Linked DNA regions of Mus musculus: regions 2, 3 and 4 are each linked to region 1. A link is a contact called in public HiChIP or PLAC-seq and promoter capture Hi-C data. All regions are on one chromosome and are shown on one strand. The core of a region is the stretch at or near the end of the contact, and the rest is flanking DNA. Distances in the headings are between cores, read along the strand shown.

The links. Promoter capture Hi-C pulls out the DNA fragments that hold promoters and counts their contacts. HiChIP or PLAC-seq counts read pairs in DNA pulled down with a chosen protein or histone mark.
Region 2: a contact with region 1 is called in a FOXA1 HiChIP or PLAC-seq map of pancreatic cancer cells. The contact joins the promoter of Pomt1 here to the promoter of Ptpa in region 1. A contact is called at or near these places in 1 of 39 promoter capture datasets (hippocampal neurons), 2 of 115 datasets of contacts at active chromatin or transcription factors (forebrain and pancreatic cancer cells) and 2 of 9 other capture datasets (adipose tissue and liver).
Region 3: a contact with region 1 is called in a promoter capture Hi-C map of pre-B cells, with 4 times the contacts expected there. The contact joins the promoter of Swi5 here to the promoter of Ptpa in region 1. A contact is called at or near these places in 2 of 39 promoter capture datasets (liver and pre-B cells), 2 of 115 datasets of contacts at active chromatin or transcription factors (embryonic forebrain and forebrain) and 1 of 9 other capture datasets (adipose tissue).
Region 4: a contact with region 1 is called in a promoter capture Hi-C map of liver, with 4 times the contacts expected there. The contact joins the promoter of Uck1 here to the promoter of Ptpa in region 1. A contact is called at or near these places in 3 of 39 promoter capture datasets (hippocampal neurons and liver) and 2 of 115 datasets of contacts at active chromatin or transcription factors (astrocytes and forebrain).

Annotation. Positions count from the first base shown.
Region 1 is chr2:30,414,587-30,417,586 of GRCm38.p6, forward strand. Ptpa (protein phosphatase 2 protein activator) reads left to right here and starts at 1,464. Exons shown (of 10, transcript NM_138748.5): 1 at 1,464-1,746. The coding sequence starts at 1,716. It overlaps Crat (carnitine acetyltransferase), which reads right to left and starts at 1,162. Exons shown (of 14, transcript NM_007760.3): 1 at 726-1,162. The coding sequence starts at 752.
Region 2 is chr2:32,234,898-32,237,941 of GRCm38.p6, forward strand. Pomt1 (protein-O-mannosyltransferase 1) reads left to right here and starts at 1,743. Exons shown (of 20, transcript NM_145145.2): 1 at 1,743-1,844; 2 at 2,463-2,614. The coding sequence starts at 1,809.
Region 3 is chr2:32,286,549-32,289,469 of GRCm38.p6, forward strand. Swi5 (SWI5 recombination repair homolog (yeast)) reads right to left here and starts at 1,521. Exons shown (of 5, transcript NM_175190.5): 1 at 1,338-1,521; 2 at 1,049-1,097. Golga2 (golgi autoantigen, golgin subfamily a, 2) reads left to right here and starts at 1,778. Exons shown (of 26, transcript NM_001080968.2): 1 at 1,778-1,848. The coding sequence starts at 1,801.
Region 4 is chr2:32,258,547-32,261,495 of GRCm38.p6, forward strand. Uck1 (uridine-cytidine kinase 1) reads right to left here and starts at 1,559. Exons shown (of 7, transcript NM_011675.2): 1 at 1,363-1,559; 2 at 1,034-1,193; 3 at 25-121. The coding sequence starts at 1,488.

The DNA.
Region 1 (3,000 bases), core at 214-2,713:
CAAAAGACCCCATTTGGGCTCAGTTTATTAGCACAACCATGGGATTTGATTGTCTCCTTGTTTCAGTCTCCCTAGCATTAAAATGCTTATGCAGTAAGGTGGTCCCAGAGGGTGACGGAAGGCGGGACGACTTGGAGGAGGGTCTCAGGTGCTGCCAGGACTCTTAGTAGAATCTCAGTCTTAGCTGCCAACCCAGTGTCTGACAGGGCAGTCCAGTTCACAGCTGGATAGACAGCCTGAATCAGAGAGGACAGGAGCTCACCATTAGGATAGCTGCTTTAGATAAGGATGGTGAGGGGCAGCCTGCCACCTCCTGCCTCCTCCTGCCTGTTTGGGGGATTTTCAGTACTAGTCTCCACCTGAGGTTCTCTTAGCAATATGCAATGGGGAGGGTGGGCATCTGATGAACTCAAGGAGACTGGGTAGGCTTGGAGAAGTGGCTCTAGTCGGGCAGAAGCATAGCCTAGGGCTGAGCTCTCTAACCAGTAGCCCCGACAGGTGTCTGAGTCCGAATAACTGGGAGCATTAGGGAGGAGTGGAGTGGAAAGGTACAAAAGACTTGAACCTAGGTTTCTCAGTCTTCTTCTGGGATCGAACCCACCCCTTACCTGGTCTCCTTTATCCACCTTGCAGATCGCACCCTACCAGCCGGTCTGGGGTTTTCTTGACCGTTGCTGGAGGCCCGCCCGTCTTGTCCCGTCCATGGCCCTGCTGGGCGAACTCACCACGGTTCTGGCAGCAAAGGCTAACATCGTCCCAGTCTGTTTGCGGACACTTGGTCCGCTCCGCCCCTCGCGCTGGGTAAAGACTGCGCCACTGCTGGGGTGCTGGGGTCAGTGGGTTCGCGGCTCCGGTTCTAGGTTCAAGGTCGCCGAGTCACTGCCGCTAGCCAGTAGAGGCGGCCCCGCGGCCACCGGGCCCGGCGGGCTGCCGGTGGGGCAGGACTCACGGGGCGGAGCTTTGGTGGCTCGCAGTCCCCGGCCGCTCGCCCCGATCTCGGGGTGGGCCCAAGCCGGGGAGTGGCCGCAGAGGGCGGGGCTTGCGGAGACGGACCTCTAGCTCAGCTGTTAGCAGCCCGGCGCTGGGCTCCCGTCACGGGGTCACAACGGTAGGCGCTGTCCCGCTCGTGCTCTCCGCCTCCGAAAGCCACCTTAGCTGTCGAGGCGGTCACGTGCGTTCAAGTCTGACTGGTGTCCTTGAACGTCACTCTAGGAATGGCAGGAGAACACAACTGTTGACTGGGGACTGTCTCAGATTGCTTGGGTGGAGGCATGCACAAAGAAGATGACAGGTGGCCTTGCTCCGCAAGAATACTGCTGCCATACCTATTCCCTCCATCACCCCTCACCAAAACAAACAAACAAACAAACAAACAAGCAAACAGAACCCGACGCCCCGCACAAACATGGCTGCCAGCGCCGCAGTTGGCTTGCAGGCGGCAGCCGTTAGTGCGCATGCTCCTCGGCGCCCCGCACCAAGATGGCCGCTGCCTCGGTCGGCGCGGCCGCCGCGAGACGGCCGTTGGTGGGCATGCTCCCTGAGTGCCTCGCACCGGCATGGCTGCCGCCTTCGCGCGAGTGACTGTAATTCTCGGCTTCCGGTCCTAGCCAGTCAGCGCTCATTTCCCTGCTGGAAGCTTGGCGGAGCCGGGGAGAGCTGCGGGGTGAACATTGAGAGGGACCGGCGAGCATCCGCTCCGGCTCCTCACGGAGAAGATGGCCGAGGGCGAGCGGCAGCCGCCGCCAGGTAGGGCGGTTGGAGGGCCCGGGCGTGCGGGTGGGAAAGGGGTGTGGCTCGGGGGGTCTCCCGAGTCTGAGGAGCTCTGGGGACGGAGGAGGCAGGGCTGACGGCCTGGGCTGCAGGCGGGTGGCGGTGAGGGCGACCCGGCCAGGGCGGGCGGGCAGAGCGCGGTCAGGGGAAAGGCTCTGGACCTGGGGGCAGAGTTGCCTGGGGTCGGGGCGAGAGGGATCCAGGAGGCTGCGTTCTTTATGAGACTCCGCTCGGGTGGACCTGGGCCTCGCTCGGACGCCAGGCTCCTTCATGCATGTCCTGCCCACCCTGCATGTCTTCCCTCCCTCCGTCCCTCCTTCCGTCCTGCAGGCTTGGCTCTGGGGGTTTCAGTATCTGCAGAGTTAATTGAGAGAAACTGCCCACGGTGTCTAAACCACTAATTTTAAGAGGCTGTTTGTACAAAATGAGAGGGTTGGTGGCATCGTCGTCTGTAACTTTTATTTACACTGTGGCCTCGTTGTGGTCCATCTCAAGTAACTAGGGCAGAGACAGAGGCCAGATGCTCCAGTAGAGACCCCCTTTCCTGGAGGAGGAGAAAGCAGTTTGCTGACTCCGTGTAGTTAAGAAGGACTGGAAAATTCTTACAGAGTGGCTAGGTTGGCTAAACTCAGCTCGTACTTTGATAGTGTTTGATGTACCTTCCACCACACTTCCTTTTTTGTGGTCCCAAAGAAAGTCTCAGGAGGAAGAAAATTTGAAAATCAAAAGAAGCACCATTTTTGTGGCGCCCCCCCCCTAAATATATGAACACGTGGAATTCAAAACCAGACATTTATTTTAAGTTATACAAAATCTCTATGAATGTGTCGTTTTTGTTTGTTTTGTTTTTGTTTTTCGAGACAGGGTTTCTCTGTGAAGCTCTGGCTGTCCTGGAACTCACTCTGTAGACCAGGCTGGCCTCGAACTCAGAAATCCACCTGCCTCTGCCTCCCATGTGCTGGGAGTGCGCCACCACTGCCTGGCCTTATGGATGTGTCTTAATCGACTTTAGTGTTGACATCAAGACATAGATAGTAGCTAGCACTCGGGAGGCAGAGGCAGGTGGATTTCTGAGTTTGAGGCCAGCCTGGTCTACAGAGTGAGTTCCAGGACAGCCAGGGCTATACAGAGAAACCCTGTCTCCACAAAAAAAAAAAAAAAAAGAGTAGCTATCAGGCAGGCAGACTCCTTTTGAAATGAGTGTCTCTGAAGATGAATAGGGAAGGGACA
Region 2 (3,044 bases), core at 493-2,992, 1.8 Mb after region 1:
ATATATTCAAAGACATTAGTTGGTCTACATGGACATTTTTTTCTTTACACTGGGCCTCAGGAACCCCCTACCACAACAGGCAGCCTGTGGTTAAGGCACATCTCGAAAATGGGCAGCACCAAGAAGCCTTGTCCTCTCTGTGGGCCAACCCATGACCATCCTATCCTGTACTTCCTGCCTGATTGCTATCTGGGTTTCTATAGGAACAAGTGGAGGACTGCACTGTACTTCTGTGGAAGAAAAAATTAGATCTGGGGCAGGAAAGGTCAGGGGGATTCATATAGATAGGTTCAGGCTCAGTCATCACTGAGGCCTGGAACCTAGGTACAGGGCTGTCGGGACATTTTATTTATCAAATGTCATTTGTTAACACTAGTGAAGGGTGGTGTGGATTCAGAAGTCACTGGTGAGCATACAGTTGTAGGCCAGCCAGCATTACAAAAAAAAAAACAAAGTGCCAAAGGCAGTGCATGAGAAATCCCAGTCCCCCAGGCATAAGCCTCTTGCTACAGAACAGGCAAGGGTCTGGGTAGTAGCATCCACTAGCTTTTAAAGCCACATACATACCTCAGGTTTCCAGCAAGCAACACAATTTCCTCCTGAAGCTGAGTGCCCACGAGCTGTCCTGAAGCACCAGCATGACTTACATGATCAGACTAAACTTGGAACCCAAAGAGCTCGCTCTCCAATCTTCTGGCGCCCTTTCTTTGCAGGAACTTGGGTAGACTATGCTTAAACGATGAACAAACAATTCCGTGCACTCTTGACTAATGTATTTTATATGTATCTGTGGTAACTTGACTGCCTGGTGCCAGATTCTCTGGAATTGCGGTTCCAGATGATTCTGAGCTGTCATGTGGATGCTGGAAATGGAATCAAGGACCTCTTTTTTTGTTTTTGTTTGTTTTGTTTTCGAGACAGGGTTTCTCTGTATATCTGTAGACCAGGCTGGCCTCGAACTCAGAAATCCGCCTGCTCTACAGCGTGAGTTCCAGGACAGCCAGGGCTATACAGAGAAACCCTGTCTCGAAAAAAAAAAAGAAGAAGAAGAAGAAGAAAATCCCTAAGGACCTCTTTAAGAGCATCCAGTGCTCCTAACCACTGAGCGATCGCCCAGCCCCATTGCTACAATCTTAAACCGGATGTCACCCAATGCTAAGCTAACTTGTAAAAACTGAATTTTGGCAAAACATCTGGAGTCGGTTCGGGCTTGGCTTGCCATCTGAGCGTGATTGTAATACCCACCCACCTAAAAAGGCATGATTGTAATACCTGCGCTGGGGAAGCAAAGGCAGTAGTTCAAAGCCATCATCCTCTACATAGCGAGCCTGAGACCTTGGGGAGGAGGAGGGACAGACAGCTTGTAGGCATTCCAGTGTGGGAAGAGTTGAGAAAAAGCGATCCACCACTCACACAGCTCCAGGAGGTACAACGCACCCGAGGCTTCAAAGCTCTTACTCCTGCCCGTAAGCTAACGCGCTGCTTAACGAAACCGCTAAAGTAGACGCGAGGCCCGAAACGGAGAGCTCCGAGCACGTGAACAGCTTGTGGAAACACACTGTGCTTTATTAAAAAGGGGAAAGGGAGCCCTAAGGATAGGACAGTCAGTATGCCCAACTTTGATGGCCGGTGAGCACGCCGCGCATGCGCGCCACTACCTCGCGCTCCGGCTGCGCACGCGCGTCTCAGAGTCTGTCGGCCGCGTAGACACAACTAGTTGAGCGTCGATCCGTGGCCGCTGCAGAGTAATCGAGCGGCCTCGCCCCCAACGGTCGATCCTGCCTGGCGGTTCGCAGGCCTGGCTCCACATGGGGAGCCACTCTACGGGACTCGAAGAAACGCTCGTAGGTTTTGGAGTGCCAGATTTGAGAGCCCTCCTGGGGTCTGGGATCCGGCTTAGGGGCGGCGCGCTAGGGACGGTGGATGTTCGGATCCTGGCTGAGCAAGTCGTTTCCAGGGCGGCCTCTTGTAAAAGCCAGAGTGGGAAGAACTGTAGAGAAAGAACGGGCTCGGGGCACAAGCAACTCTAGGAGGAGAGGAATGCCTCCAGAAGAGGGAAAAGTCCATCCAGGTCACTGGGCTATGACAGTGCCCAGAGCTCCTCAGGGTCTTAGTTTTCAACCACATTGGGAAGGGACAGGAGAGGCCACTTCATTCATTAGCAGCCTTGTTCCTAGCAAGTGCCCAGCAGGTGTTTTTGGAATGACTTGTAGAAATGAGTATCCAGTTCTGAGATTCCTGAATTCACCCCTCAGATGTTTTTATGTATACCCTGTGCTTGAACACAACTGTAATTCTCCAACAGGTATGTTCTGGAAGAGTCCTTCTGGTTCTATTAACCCAACCCGCTATGCTGTAAATTCATCGTGACGCCAGGCGGCTTTAGGACCCTGTGGCCTCGTTTGTGCCTTCCCGGGCTGCTGTCCGTTTACTTTAATGGTAGTTCTTTCCCTCTTTTCCAGGGAGTCCTCCCGAGCTGGCTTTTCTGCAAAATGTTAAGATTTTTGAAACGGCCTCTAGTGGTGACTGTTGACATCAATTTGAACTTGGTAGCTCTGACTGGCCTGGGACTACTTACCCGACTATGGCAACTCTCCTACCCTCGGGCTGTGGTGTAAGTAGAGATCGGGGAGGAGAGTCAATGATCCAAGAGTCATTGTAATTAGTGACAGGAATCACCTTGCCGTACAGTGCAAAAGAGAGACATTCTGGGTTTCTTGGATCTCTTGGTGATGGATGTTTTAGCAGTGTATTGCTCAGGGTTCTCTAGAGTAACAACTTAAGAAGAACACTATGTTTGCATGTGTGTATATGTAAATAAATATAATATAGTATACATATATACATATGATTTATTGGAATGACGACTTACTGGCTGCAGTCCAGCTAATCCAACAATCGCTGACTGTGAATGGAAAAGTCCAGGACTCCAGTAGTTTTCTGCTCAGTCCACATGGCTGGGTGTCTCAGCTGGTCTTCAGTATACTCTGGCTTCCCAAAGAAGTGGGCTCTAGTGCCAAGGAAGGAATGGTCTTGCTAGCAAG
Region 3 (2,921 bases), core at 271-2,770, 1.9 Mb after region 1:
ACGCCTGCACCGGCATTGCTTTGCTTACTGTGCTCTTTTTTCTCCGAGTCCCCATAATTTATCCTGGCTCTCTAGCATTTTGAGTTGCTAAGGCAGGAGGATGAAGAGTATTAAACTAGTGTGGGACCACAAAAGGGCATCCTTGAATACAGCCTGAGTCTGGGACCAGCCTGCCTCCATCTGAGGCTTAAAAGCCATCTTATTAAGTACAAAATACACTCAATCCTCTTTATGATTAAACCTGCTTCTCAAGGAATTGGGCTATGCCCCACCTAAAACCTTAACTTCAAATGGTTCTGCATGGCCTGTTACAGGGATGGCAGTCTTGTCTTTGTTCCAAAAAGTTGTTTATAACCATCTTGCAACCCCACCTTTGTTTCAAAAGGAAGACCTTGTTCTGCCCATCTTGCAATCATGTCTTTGAGGAGGTCATTTGGACTAACGGGTATGCTTATGTTCTGCCTCTGTAACCCCACCAAGTCCCCATTTAGAAACCCCCTACCCCTGAACTCTAAAAAGCCTTGTCGTCCTCAATCCGAGGCTGACTTTTCGAGCTCCGCCTTAGGGACCCGTTTACACGAATTAAAATGTTTGCTTTAACCAACTGTTTGCTTTGAGTTGGCCACTATGATTTGGGTCTTTCTCCTCTAATCTTTGGTATTGACAACTGTCTCAAAGGGAAGGGGTATAAAAAAAAAAGAAATTACTAAAAAGAAGCGAATCATCTAAAAGAGTACTTTAAAAATTCATCTTTTGAGGATGAGAAATGAATAACTTTGAGTTTTGGGGGTGGCATTGGGAGTGGTCAGCATAAAGATGCACATATTTCTTGACTGGGGAACCATGCAGGGACTGGTGGCAGGCTGGGTGAGGGGACAAAGCAACGAGCAAGAGCGGTTGGAGAAGCGTAGGCATCGGGCAGGTAGGACTGGGAGGGGAGGAACCCATGTCTGAGAAAGGAAAGAGAAGGAGTGGAATTAGGAAAGGGCTAAGCTTGGAGGCGACCGGCGGGTGCTGGGATGCAGAGGGGTGGGGCTGATATACTCACCGGTGATCGGTAGCCGCCATGGTAAAGTCGGCTGAATTCTGACTCACCCCTGGGGAGGAACCCGAGAAAAAGGCTGATGAGGATGGGGTTACCGAGGGGGCGCGGGAGCCGCAGCTGCAAGAGGTTGGGTCGGGACCCAGCTACTGGGATGGGGTGGGGGTCTTTGGGGTCGGGGTGCGCATCGTGGGAAGGGGAAAGTGTGGAGAACGGGTTACGGAGAGGCCTGGTGAGGAGGCGTGAGGGGTCGGGCAAGGGCTGGAAAACGAAGCGCGGCGCGCTCCTCACCCACCTCCTGAACCCTAAGGTCCGGGGCACCCGGAGTGGGGTGGGCTTAAACTCGGAAGGGTCCAGGGTTGGGGTTAAACGGCTGCTTCAGGGAACTAGAAACCGACGACGGAGACCACCAACCGCCCCACGTCAGGCTGCGCACGCACCAAGTTAAAGCGGTTCCGCCCCTGCTTCCCATAGGCCGCTGTGAGGGGTCATGGCTGCGCGCGCAGCTCTCGTCGTTAACTCCACCCGTCGCTCAGGCCTCGCGACCGCGTGGCCACGCCTCCCTGTCGTTCATCGTTCTCATCAGCCAATGGGCTTGGAGAAGGTAGGTCACGCTGGGTTTCCGAGCGTCCAAGGGGCGCTCTGCACCCGCCTTCTCTGGCCCTTGTAGAGAAGCCGTAGCTTCCGGAAGCAGTTTCGCGGTGGCTGCCGGGATCGTGGTGATGTGGCCCCCCCGCTTCCCCCCTCCCCGCCCCGGGATGTCGGAAGAAACCAGGCAGAGCAAATTGGCTGCGGCCAAGAAAAAGGTAAAGCGCTCCGGGTCGCGGCCCCTTGACCCCACCCGAGCTCCTCCAACGGCAGGACCCATGACCAGAGTCCGAGTCTTTCCCGAGACACACGGGTAGAAGAACCCCTCAGCGCCCTGGGCTCCCCCAGTGAAGTCTTCTCAGCCAGCCCCGCCCCCTCAGCAACCCAGCCCCCGCCCTCTCAGTCGCCCCTAGGTGACTTTGGTCAGTGACACAGGGTCTCTTAGCCCCCGGCTCCGGACGCTCCAATCCAGACCTCCCAGGGCACCTGTCTCCAAGGTCCTCGGTCCTGGCCCTGTAGGCGACTCGGGCGTTGGTAGTATGGAGTGGAATGTAGTTACGTCACAGTCCCCCCTCGAAACTGTCATTACTACTCCGAGTCTGGTTTGGATTGCTCCACCTGCTCACCTAATGTTGTTGCCCCTTTTCCCGTTTCTCTGGTGGAGAACCCATTTCCACCTGGAAGGGAGCCCAAGTGTGGAATCTAGTGCGGAGACGCTGTAGGCGCCCGCATTCCCTTAACTTAGCATTAGTGTGAGCACAACACTGTCAGCACCCCTTGCTGACATGGATTGGTTTGGTTTGGATTTGGTTGTCTGCTCTCTAGAGAGACTGTAATCTCTCTGGAGCAAAACGCATGTTATAGTGTTGATCAGTGTCTTGGGGAACTGAACTTAACTTAAAATTCAGCCAGAATGTCTTTTCCAACTGGGGTGGTGAGAAGCACGGGATGCGGGTGAGGCATCTCACGGGAAACATCACTTTCCCATGCTTCTTTTGAGAGAAAAAAACCATAAAAGTCTGGTTTGGCATTTTCATAGATTTGTAGAGACTTCTCTCTGCGATGACAAGGGCTGTGCCCTTTCTGTTCCCATGTTCACTAAAGCCGTGGCTTCACGGTTTCTGCCCTTCTGTCATGTTGTAAACTTAGGAAGCAGGTTTAGGAAGTACTGCGGTGTACCTTTAGTATGTGTTGCTAAAACGGCCCCAGTGGAGTTAGGAGTGGAGCTGAGTTGTTAGGGTGTTTGTTTAGTATATACAAGGGCCTGTTCAGTACTCAGCGTAGTTTGCAA
Region 4 (2,949 bases), core at 309-2,808, 1.8 Mb after region 1:
CCCTCCCAGGAACCACCTGCTTACCTTGAGTGGGTCACAAAATCATAGGTAGGGACCTCGACAGTTTTGCCTTCAACAATGTTTTTCAGGGTCTTGTGCATCAGATCATTATCAAAAGCATCTACAAAAACAGGAGAAGCCCAAACTGCCCATTTGCTCTGGTGCAGCAGAGGAGGAGGACCACCTCTGCCCAAGGGCAGCGCAGCTGGGAGCCAGGGGTGCTGAGGACCCCACAGCACACCCCAGGATGAAGGGTAAGGTTGTCCCACCAGAAACTGGAACAAAGACTTTCTGATTGGCTGACACTGGGGGAAAGAGATCATTTGAGCCTCTGCTCCTCTGTATCTGGCAAAACAAAGTTAAGAGTCCTATTCTCTGACCTTCAGGAGTCCCTAGGAAAGCTTAAACCTTCAGGAACACAGGCCCCTACCAGGCCAGGAAGCTCCAAGGCCTGAGCCCCAGATTAACCTCTGTTTCTACAACTGGCCTCCCTGAAGACTGACTGCCCCGAGACAGCTTGGGGAATCCAAAGGTCAGGCAGGCGGTAGGTAGGGTGTACAAAGGGCTCCTCAGCAACAAGGTGCCAGGCAGAGATTTCAACACATCAAGAAGCGATCCTCAACATCTCCTGGCTCCTCCTTCCTAAGTGGCTCTAGCAAAAATCTTGAGTCACTCCAGGCTCATGGAATTCAGCAAACCCTACCTTTCTGTGGGCCCACTACCAAGGGAAATGAGGGTAATGTTTCACGGAGCCCCATTGCTGCTGCATTCAATCCCCGCCCCCCTTGGCAGTTGGTGTCCAGCAGTTCTCTCTGGACAGCCTCAGTCTGGCACTTTGCATCCTATGTACACATCCCTGGACAGCCTCGGTGGCAGTCTGCATCCAACAAACATCTCCTACAGCCCTGGTCCAGCAGTCTGCATCCATACACATCTCTGTATCTGTCTGGCAGTCTGCAATCTCTGTAGAGCCCATATCTCACAGCAGTTTATCCTCTACCCCCAGCTCTCCAGGCAGACATTCTCCAGGTACCTGGGTGGTCAAAATTGTACTGTCCCTTCAAAGCCTTGGCCTTCTGCTCGGCCGTCAGAACCTTGTAGAAGCAGTCCTGGCTCAGGATGACCAACTTGCGCTGCCGGCGGTCCACTTCGTTCTGTCCCAGCAGCTCCATGATCTTCTCACACACTGTTGACTGGGGACAGAAGGTGCCAAAAGTGAGCTTGTGCACTGAGTGACCCGCCAGCCCCTGGGGACGACCCCCTTAGCTGCTAGCAACAGGTGCCGCGGTTGGGCCAGAGGCAATGGCGCCCCAACCAGCGGCCTGGCAATCCCTCCGCGAGGCCCAGGCGCAGGGCGCTCACCTTGCCACTAGCGGTGCCGCCGCTCACGCCGATGAGGAACGGCCGCGGCTGGGGACGATCGGCCTCGGGCGCGGCGCTCTCCGAGCCGCCGCCTCCCGCCGAAGCCATATCCGGAGCGACGGACATACATTCACCGACTCTGCCCGCTCCCGCCTGGACGTAGTGACGGATGCTGTGCGCATCGCTTCCGGGGACATGAGCGCATGCGCGCATGAGGCGCGGCACTCAAGGCCGTGTCCCTGAAGAGCCTCAGTGACTCCAGAATGACCCCTTTACCTGGAGGCGGGGCCTGGATGGGGCTCCACCTCCCGACGAGACGCACACTCAAGTGCTGGACTAGACCAAGGTCTCCAGCCCACTGACCCCTATTTCCCTAGCACAGCCGAGATCCTGTCACCCACAGGGTTAGGACCGTCCCTGCCTTATGCTTAACCCCATCAGTGCCTCCTGCCACGTGAGAACGTGTCATCCTGAGACACTTAGGAAGACCTCCCTCTCCCTGGCGCATTATTTAAGTATCTATGAATCTGTTAAAATCTCTTGATTTTTAGACAGATTCTTACCGCATAGCCCTTGCTGTCTGGTACTCTGAAGCCCAGGCTGGCCCCAAACATTCTCCTGCCTCAGCCTTCTGAGGGTGGGAGTAACAAGCATGTACCACCATGCCTGGCTTTTTAAAAAAAGGAAATATTTATAATAATTTTATTTATATGTGCTTGTGTGTGTGTTATGGGTCTGTGCACATGACTGAAGTGCCTGGGGAGTGTCAGATCCCCATAAGGCTGTAGTTACAGGCAGTTGTGAGCTGCCCATTTTAAATGCTGGGAACTGAACTCTGGTCCTATGCAAGAGCAGTACACTTTTTTTTTTTTCCACTTTACTTTATATGTATGGCTGTTTTACGTGCCCGTGTTTTTGTACCACATGCTTGGAGTTCCCACAGCGACCAGAAGAGGGAGTCGGTTCCCTCTGGTAGTGAACTTTCTAACAGTTAAAAGCTACCAGTAGGTACTGGGAATTGAAACTAGGCTTCTGGAAGAGCAGTCACTCCAACTCTCACTCCAACTCCAACAACCTGGCTTTTAAATTCTGTTGTTGTTGTTGTTGTTGTTTTGCTTTCTTTATGACAAATGTCTCATTGCGTAGCCCAAGCTGGCCTAGAACTTGCAAAGGAGATACGAATGGCTCTGAACTCACAGTGAGAGACCTCCTGCTTCTGCCTCCTGAGTACTAAGAATAAAGGCGTGCGCCATCATGCCTGGTCTTCAATTCTTCCTGTGAGCATTGATTGCTCCTGACGTTCATTTGCTATGAATACTTAGGGGGTTGAGAAATGGGGTGGAGCACTTACCTGGACGCTGCTGGACTCTCCAGTCTTGCTGCCTGCCTCGAGCAGAGGTGCTGCCAGTCCACCAGCCCAACTGCTTTTATGTCAGCACAGACTTGAAGCACTTGGTTGAGGCCTTAAGACAACCATGGAGTGGCCAGAGCTCCTGAAAGACCCAGCCTCATCCAGGCCTGTTTTAATTTGTACCAGACTTTTCTATCATAAGTCTCTAGATGGCCTGGGCCAGAGTGGGAGCCTGG